3 separate regions of the Sus scrofa genome follow, and regions 2 and 3 are each linked to region 1. The links are chromatin contacts, called in public HiChIP or PLAC-seq maps. All regions are on one chromosome and are shown on one strand. Each heading gives the region's core, a stretch centred on a gene start, on an enhancer-like site or on the middle of the called end of the contact. The rest is flanking DNA. Distances are from core to core; before and after follow the strand shown. Region 1 overlaps EGLN3 (egl nine homolog 3). Region 2 has its middle 120 kb from the start of EGLN3. Region 3 has its middle 210 kb from the start of EGLN3.

What was found. HiChIP or PLAC-seq counts read pairs in DNA pulled down with a chosen protein or histone mark.
Region 2: a contact with region 1 is called in an H3K27ac HiChIP or PLAC-seq map of alveolar macrophages. The contact joins two enhancer-like sites. A contact is called at or near these places in 2 of 47 Hi-C or Micro-C datasets (fibroblasts and liver) and 1 of 2 datasets of contacts at active chromatin or transcription factors (alveolar macrophages).
Region 3: a contact with region 1 is called in an H3K27ac HiChIP or PLAC-seq map of alveolar macrophages. The contact joins two enhancer-like sites.

The regions. Positions count from the first base shown.
Region 1 is chr7:65,817,917-65,820,826 of Sscrofa11.1, reverse strand. All of the region lies in intron 1 of EGLN3 (egl nine homolog 3), which reads right to left. Among named protein-coding and RNA genes, the nearest start is that of EGLN3, 14 kb to the right of the region's middle. Within about 2 kb of position 1,351, at least 37 of the 83 cell types and tissues checked have an H3K27ac peak or open chromatin away from gene starts, as enhancers often do. A contact at or near this core is called in alveolar macrophages and liver, where this site is marked.
Region 2 is chr7:65,683,940-65,686,668 of Sscrofa11.1, reverse strand. No RefSeq gene overlaps it. Among named protein-coding and RNA genes, the nearest start is that of EGLN3, 120 kb to the left of the region's middle. Within about 2 kb of position 1,473, at least 76 of the 83 cell types and tissues checked have an H3K27ac peak or open chromatin away from gene starts, as enhancers often do. A contact at or near this core is called in alveolar macrophages and liver, where this site is marked.
Region 3 is chr7:65,590,767-65,593,794 of Sscrofa11.1, reverse strand. No RefSeq gene overlaps it. Among named protein-coding and RNA genes, the nearest start is that of EGLN3, 210 kb to the left of the region's middle. Within about 2 kb of position 1,559, at least 11 of the 83 cell types and tissues checked have an H3K27ac peak or open chromatin away from gene starts, as enhancers often do. A contact at or near this core is called in alveolar macrophages, where this site is marked.

The DNA of each region.
Region 1 (2,910 bases), core at 102-2,601:
GTGTCCAGCTACCATGTTCCCCTTCCCAAAGTCTCAGCTTCTGACCACACAGTTCAGAAGATTCAGAACATCAGATAGTCCGTATCTGTCAGGTAAGTAATTCTTTCAATGAACCCCAAGTTACTCACAAAAATGTCTACTGTTCTACTATTCTACTTCTGAGAACACTGAGAACTCCTTTTGCCTTCTTCATCTGCCCTAAGGCCACACTAAAAACTCCTTTCCCTGAACGCACATACCCAGAACTCTACTAAACACAATCTTACCTCCCAATTTGCAACAGTAATCATTATGCCCCCCATACCTGAAAATGAAAAATCAGAAGTGATAATCAACTCTCAGTTGCTTTGGCAAAATGGGCCTGCTAGTTCCTCCTGGTCAGGCAGGAGCAGCGTGCCTAGAAGGGCAGGGAATGTACCATATTCACTTGAAAACCTGTCCTCAAGTAGACTTTGGTCATCTGTGCCCCTCTTTACTATGAACTTGGCCTTAACTTTGAGATCATTCAAACAACCATCAACTACCAAGACTCTGGAGCCTTCACTCAGGGTTCTCAGCTCGGTTGATAACAGCATCTTGAGATTCTTACATTAAAGAGCTGGGCTCCGGCCCTCACCCTCAGAAATACATATACACACACCCAGGACCCTGCAGAGGATTCACAGGTCTGTAAGGTCAAACTGTGCTAGATCAAGATTCTATTCCAGGGGATCCTGCGCTTCGTGCATGAACTTGAGTGAATCACCCTGAACTTGAGTGATTTACACTTCCCCAAAAGCCACTCCAACTCTCAGAGGCCAGGAATTTAAAAGACTATTGTCATTCCTTTCTGATATGTGCTTAATTCTTCTTCTTGGAGGGGATTCAAGCAGAACCCTGCAATTAAGCACAGTAAACAGGCCCAGGAACATCGACACTGCAGTACAGGCTGTTTGGGTTTGGGAAGGCGGCCCTTCCCGATGAGGCCTGGCTCCCGGCCAGCGGGGTGACGGCTGAGTGACAGGGCTACGTGCGCTGCGTGAGGGTGGCAGCCAGCCCACACCCGAGCACACAGCCCGGCAGCCCGCGGAGGGAACCGGCACCGGGAGGGCCCTCCCCCGTCACTATCCCAGTCACCAGAGAAATGTTCTCAGGGCTTCCTTGCAATTACGAAATCCTCAAAAGTCAGCCGAGCCCTGGGTTAAGGACATTAAGACAGGCATTTAACCGTATCCACTCTAATACCTTCCCGCAAATGGTAACAACTGCAGTTTCTTGAAGACCCATTGCAGCCAGGTAGCACTCTAGGGTGACAGGTGACACGTTCGCTCATGGAATTTCCAGGTTCAGGGCAAGGTGAGCAACCATCTGCCCTGAGTCACACTGCCCACAAGTTTTCAGCAGAAGTCATTAACCCTGGAAGTTATCATACAGACCAAGAAGTTATCTCATTCCTATAGAAAAACAAACTCATGAGTAATCCTTAAGGCAACACAGGGATAGGGACTCAGAACATTTAACTTCCTTTGATGTGGGAAACAGTTTTATCAGGAAAAAATAATACTTTCCATGTGGCTCTCTAAAGGCTCTGAGCAGAATAGAGAGAATGTTTGTGACTGGAGAATGGTAGGAGAATTAAGTATGCCTGTCTTTAAATTCTCATCTGGAATGAATCCTAAAATAGTTGAAGGAATCCATGATAACTGTGTGATATACAAAAATATATAGTTACCAATCAAAACACATTAAAAAATGCAAAAAAAATGCAAAAAATAAAAATAAAAAAAAATAAAAAATAAAAAATGCCTTGAAGCAATGTTCTGAAGAAAAACCAGGAAACACTTACTTGCACATCCCGAAGAATTTGAAGAGTCTGAGTCTTAACTTGGGACATTGTAACTATGTTGGAAAACGGAAGTTAAGGAACTTTCTAGGAAACCAGATCTTAGGCTCACATTTGGATTTCAGCACTGAAATCCAAAAATATATCTGCTGAATGAAAGGAATGGCACACAGCAAGTCAGAGCTATGAAACTCAGGAGGCACATTTATTTACTGAACAAACAATGGTACATGCCTGACACTGTTCTGTGTGTTTCACAAACATTACCTCATTCAATATTCATAATGGCTTCATGAGAGGGAACAATTATCTCCACTTTACAGATGAGGAAACTGAGGCATGAGGAGGTTAGGGAACTTGCCAGCTAGTCTGGATGCAGAGAGTGAGGCCTTAATCATCAGGTCATGCTTTACTGGTGCAGCTTATCTGAGGTCTAATATTAACTGATTCACTTCATTTTTGAGGGAACTAAGAACTTCAGTTCTTGATCCTGCTGTATAGCACTGGGAACTATATCTAGTCACTTATGATGGAGCATGATAATGTGAGAAAAAAGAATGTATATATGTATGTGTGACTGGGTCACCTTGCTGTACAGTAGAAAATTGACAGAACACTGTAAACTAGCTATGATAGAAAAAAATAAAAATCATTAAAAAAAAAATACTTCAGTTCTTCTTGAAGTATTTGACTCCCTCTCTTCTTTGCCTATTACCCTTTCCATAATGGTAGAAAATTATAAGGGGCAAAAAAATATATATATGAAAAATGAGTGTGCTTGGTATTGAGTCTGTAAGGTAAAAGCTCCAGGGGGGTGGGGCGGGCCTGGGGACAGGGGGAGGTGGGGTGGGAGGGGTGGTATTTCAACAAAAGCGAGGAGCAAAGGAAACTCATTCAATCTCACAGCAAAACACCAGTTGCCCAAGTTGTCTGTGATTGATTGGTTATTCCCATTGCAGAGCAAGCTCAATCCCACTCTAAACTCTGAAGCCCCATATCTGCTTCGGGTGCAGTTGGTCAACCATCAGCCTATGTCTTTTCCCCCAGCTGTCCCCATCCAGGCTCTGTGGAAAGAAGTCAGAGTCTCC
Region 2 (2,729 bases), core at 224-2,723, 130 kb after region 1:
GCCTCTCAGCAACCCAGAGAAGTGAGAAATTTGCCAGTGTTTGCCGCCCTGCCCTGCATCTCTCACAGGCAGTAACCAGGGTGTCAGGACTCAGACGCAGGCCTGGGGGCTCCAGGCCATGCTGTGTCCATGGCACCCGACAGGACCCTGGGCCATGGCAGGCATCCAAGGACCCCCTCGGTGGAGCTGAGGAGGACTGGCCAGTTAGCCTGCCAACACTGGCCTTGCTGTAAGCTGAGCTGAGTTCATTTAAATTTACCAAAAGGCCCCAGAACTGTAGAGACAGCGAGACTTCACATCCATTGATACAAACTCTCCCTCCTCCCTGCTTTTTTCCTCTTTAAACTTGTCTTTTCAGTGAACACAGGAGAATGGAAGTTGCAGCTACAATAGGCTACGCCAACATTAAAATTTATTATCCAAAAGCTAAATGCTTCTATATTGATCAAATGGATTGAAGGGCGCCTGCCCTTCCCATCCTTCAACGTCACTGCGTTGTTGTAGGATCAACTGAGATAAAAACAGTGCGAGAGAGCACGTGGACTGCAAGATGGCTCTTTACTTAAGATACTATAAAACGTAAACCCAAAAGCCGGACCCTGTGGAGGCAAGGAGCGAGAAGCAGCCAGCCCTAAGTGCCCGTGCAGACCCGTGCAGACCTAACGTGACTCTGGCTGCCCCTGCCGGCTGAAACCCCCGGGTGCTATCACCGCCGAGGATCAAAGATCACAGCCCGACGCAGCCATCAAGTCATAAAGATGTTCAGAATCGCCAGCGCGCGGCCGGGCGGAGGATGAAGTCCCGGGCTGGAGGGCGGTGGCCGGCTGACTCCCCGCGCAGAGCGCCTGCGCGCGCAGCTGCCCCCGAATAAATAAATAACCGGGCGGGCGGGCGGCGGCCCAGGCTTGGCAGCCGGCCCGGCTCGGCCCGCCTCGCAGCTCACGTAGCGAGAGCGTGAGTCAGCGCGTTCGACCGCAGCCCCAAACCGGGGTGGAAGCCCTGGACCACGCTGGCTGCCTGCACGTACCGCGGACTCAGCGCCCCAGCGCTCCTGGCCCTGCCCAGGGCTCCCAGCCTGGGCCCGTGGGAGGGGCGTCTGGGCTTGAAAGGCAGTGGGGGTGGGCTGCTCGGTCCTCCCCGGGAACTCGGCCTTGTCCTTGTCCCCGTGTGCTTTCCCACTTCGAGCCGCACGTTTGGCCCGACTTGGTTGTCCCCCGCCCTCACTCCGCGGTCGAGAGGTAGACTCTGCGTTCCAGCTGCAGGGGTCGTGCCCAGGGCAGACCGGGAGGCTGAAGCCCATAAATTAAGGGAGGGAAGTCCCTTATCAATTTAATCTCACATTCAACGGGGACTTATTCTAGTCTGCCTGCATTTCCTCAAATCTGCACCTGTTTAGTTACAACAACCGACTTTGTAAGAGGAAGTTGCCTACGTGCCTGCCCGCTGAAGGACAGAATTAGAAGTACTCTCCACTGAACGTGTGAACAGAGCAGGGCCTCCTGTTCCGCTGTAGACCTGCGGAGTTGCAAGACTGGGCCTCCTGAGGGCAGAAAAAAGTCCAAGTCCTCCTTTGCCCTTCGGTAAAACAGCCTTTCCCAAATTAGGGCGCGTTACAGAGCTTTCCTCTGCATGTGTCTGTGCTGTGCCTATGTCACTTTTTCAAAGCCCCTGCCAGGAGTAGGTGAGTAATAGGGAGGGAGACAGGAGAAGGATGCTTGTGAGGGGAAAGAGATACAGGAGGAAGGGAAGAGAAAAAATTAATTAGGAAAGGAGCACTGAACGTGAGTGAGTGATTAATAGAACATTACTGCGTCCCTAGAGGAGGTCAACACATCTGGGCACTGGAGATGCAAAATAAGTTGTTCCCATGGTCCCTGCTGTCAGGGGTTCACAGTTGAGAGGGGGATATCAGCTAAATAGAGGCAGGCTGTCCAAATGGCCATGCCAGCTCTGCAGCTTACAGCTTACATGTGACCCTAGCCAACTGACTGCATCCCTCTTCATTTTCCTAACTGGAAAATGAGAATGGTGAGAACAGTCCATTTTAGGACTTTTCAGATAACTAAATACATTAGCAATACAAGCAAAGTCCTTGCCCTGCATTCACTAGACACTCAATAAGTATCATTAAAAGAATGAAGGTGACCCAGGCAGGGCCAAGCACACCAACGCAAGCTGTGTACTGCACAACTCCAGAAGACACGCACACTTGGATGTGAATGAAACTTTCCAGAGCTGTGCAGCGTGGTAGTCCTGAGTACAAGCATGTCTATTTTAATACTGTTCAAAACAGCAAAAAAATTGAAAATTCAAATGCATGTATTCATAAATAAAATGTGGTACATTCATACAATGGAGTACTTTTAGAGCCATTAATAGGAATAAATTACATCCATGTGTTATCAGAATGGATAAGTCTCCAAAAGAGATTGAATGAAAAACACTAAGTTGCAAAAGGATACAGCATGATGCCATTTCTATAAAGAAAGCGTGCATGCAAAAAAATTCTATATATCTTATATATGTATGTATTTTTTAAATGCTGGAAGAATACACAAAAATATAAAGATATCTCTGGATGGAAGAAGAGGAATTAAGATTTGAAATGATGGTCGTTAGGAATTTAGCTTATTCCGTGTTGTACTTACTAACAGTTTCAAAGCACAATGTACTTATATATTCTGTGGTTTTTTATTTGTGGTTTTTTAAGCTATAGAGATGCAAAATAA
Region 3 (3,028 bases), core at 310-2,809, 230 kb after region 1:
GAAGGAAAAGTTACAGGGAGCTCCCAACAGTCGGAGATGTTCTTCCCTTGTTTCTGCCAACCGCTGACTGGGCAAATGTCACTTGCCCATGACCTACACCACAGCTCATGGCAAACTGGATCCTTAGCCCACTGAACAAGGCCAGGGATCGAACTCACAACCTCATGGTTCCTAGTCGGATTCGTTAACCACTGAGCCACGACAGGAAATTCATTGGTTTTAATATTAGTTGGCAAGAAGTGTGGTGGGGAGAATTCACCCCATAAATATATTTCAAATGCCTTTTTCCCTTTGGCTTCCTACTACCACCCCTGACTTACCCTTAAAATTACCCTAATTTTATGAATGGCTTTTAAAACATAGCTCCCATGAAGGGAGTTATAAATATGGAAAGGGGAGCCTAGAATAAACTCCAGAATGCTGGATTAGAACCAGAGGTATTAGTGTGAACTCATGGCATATGTGTGTACACATATATTTACATATATACACACATATATATAAGAAATATGTCAGTACATATTCACATAACACACATAGATTTATTTTATAGCTCTGTCTGCTACCAAAGCAGTAACATTCCAGTAGCAACAAGCATATCTGCTACCCAGAGCTTGGTTTCTAAATACCATTCTCCACTAAAAGGAACCAGGATTCCTTGAGGAAATCACAGCTTCTAGGGCTAAGGCAAGAAAAGTTCAAAATAAACCAGAAATGACCTGTTGTGTCCAAAAGAAAGCTCAAATAATGATGCAGATATGTCATACATACACACACACATACACACACACACACACACACACACACACACACACACCCAACAACAACAACAACAATGGACCCAGTTTGGAGATATTCCTATTAGCCAAATTTTGGACATTTTGACCATCAAAATAAATCATGATGGTTATAAGTTATAACCCACTGAATAAAAGAACCCATGAATCTATATAGGAATACATAATACATACATACATGATGCAAAATTCTTCCTTATGGTAAAATGTCAACTAGTAAATGTAGAAAGAAAGACAGAGTTAGAAAATCACCACTTTGCACCTATCATAGTAAGATTTAAGTAGGAACCATTAAGTGTTAAAACTAGTGGGTAAACATTTGATGAGAACAGGTTCTAAACATAGCCCCCAAATATCTCTTTACAAACAACTTATTAGTGTCAAAAGGAAAAATACTAACTTTACAGCAGAGAACTCTAGAGGACCAACTTAAACCACAGACCTTCTGCCATGATGCACTGTGAAGAAAACACTATCACTTCTCTAACATTCAGGGATGAAAGTTCTATGATAGATAGCTCACTAGCCAAACCTGGGATATTTGGGGCACAAAACAGATAATGATAGTAATAAATTACAACCCAGCAAACAGAAAGAGGAACTTATGAATCTGTATAGATCTAAATATATACATAAAAGGAAACAGAAAGCTCTTTCTCACAGAATTATTCTCAAACTGTTCAGGAAGAGTATGTGTGAGTGAGAGCACGTACACAAATGACAAGGCAAGTAGGGGAAATGATGACAAATGGTGAATCTCTGCAAGGGAGAGCCTGAATGCAGTGTGGGAACAGCAGGCACTCGGATGAGAAGGTCGGCTGATGGTGGGGAGGAGCCTGGTGGCACTGACTCTCCACTTCACTGTACTCTTGTAGGAGAAAGCCAGAAGAGGATTCTTCTCTGGGCTCCACACTCCAGCCACCCTGCAATATGTTTCTTCCCAGGCTGTTTCATGTCCCTCCTCCACAAGGTCAAAGGAGGGAAAGTCAAACTTATAGGGAGTTCTCTGCCTTCTTTATGAGAGTTATTGCTGGCCAGACTGGGGCTAATTCTACTGTTTAAAAAAACATCTCCAACCATGCCTTTTCTGGTCAGTTGCATTAGGCTACACAGATCCACATAGGAAATCAGGAAAGCCAGTTTCAATCCACATGACAGGCCAGTGTAATCCCTCGAATACTCCTCAGTGTGCAAGATGGTGGCTGAGACAGGCTGTCTTAGATCCACTGACTGGCTTCTTCAAGGAGAAGAAGAGGTTATGGAATGAATGGTTCCTGAAGGACAGGTTGATCAAAGTTGAGAACATTGGTTTTAATGACAGTATACCTTTCTCCCCCATATCTTTTGCTAGACCCTCGTGTAGAATTCCATTGAGGGTCACTGTACCATCTCTCATACCCCATTTCAGGAAGCGATTTTTCCCTTAAGTGGAGAATGAGACCCCCAGACCACCCAAATCCACTGCTGGCAGACACCACACGCTCTGGGGAAATTTCTGACTCCTTGTATAAATGACTCAGCACTGAGCCCCACCCTGGTACTAGTGCCCTGACCCAGAAAATTTGAAGCATTCCCTAATTCCAGGAATTGATGCTCCACCTTGGTCTGGATGAGCTAGACCTGCCAGATGTGGGAAAAGCCATGTCACTTGAGGAAAGAGTTTAACTGGGTGATATGTACTAAATCTTCAGTTGCTTCTCTTTTAGGCTTGGTAAGGTTGCCTGTGTTTGCCCCTTAATGAGTAAGCATCTTCTCCTAGAAACAGTAGTGTGGCAAACAAGGACTTGAATGTGTTGGCTTTTTAAAAATGGGTTCTAATATCTGCTCATAAGAAATCTCAACTTAGGAGTCCCCACTGTGGCTCAGTGGGTTAAGGACTTGACATAGTCTCCATGAGGATGCAGATTCATTCCTGGCCTCACTCATTGGGTTAAGGAGCTGGTGTTGTCACAAGCTGCAACATGGGTTGCAGATGTGGCTTGGATCCAGCATTGCTGTGGCTGTGGTGTAGGCTGGCAGCTGCAGCTCTGATTTGACCCCTAGCCCAGGATTTTCCATATGTCACAGGTGCAGCCCTAAAAAGAAAAAAAAAGAAATCTCAACTTGAAGACATTAGTCTTTCCATATTAGTAATTAAAGTTCAGCAACTGTTAGGGAGAAAAGAGGAACAAGATATATCCTCAAAATGTTGCTCCAACCATTAAAAATTATTAATTTCAAAGGGGAAAACA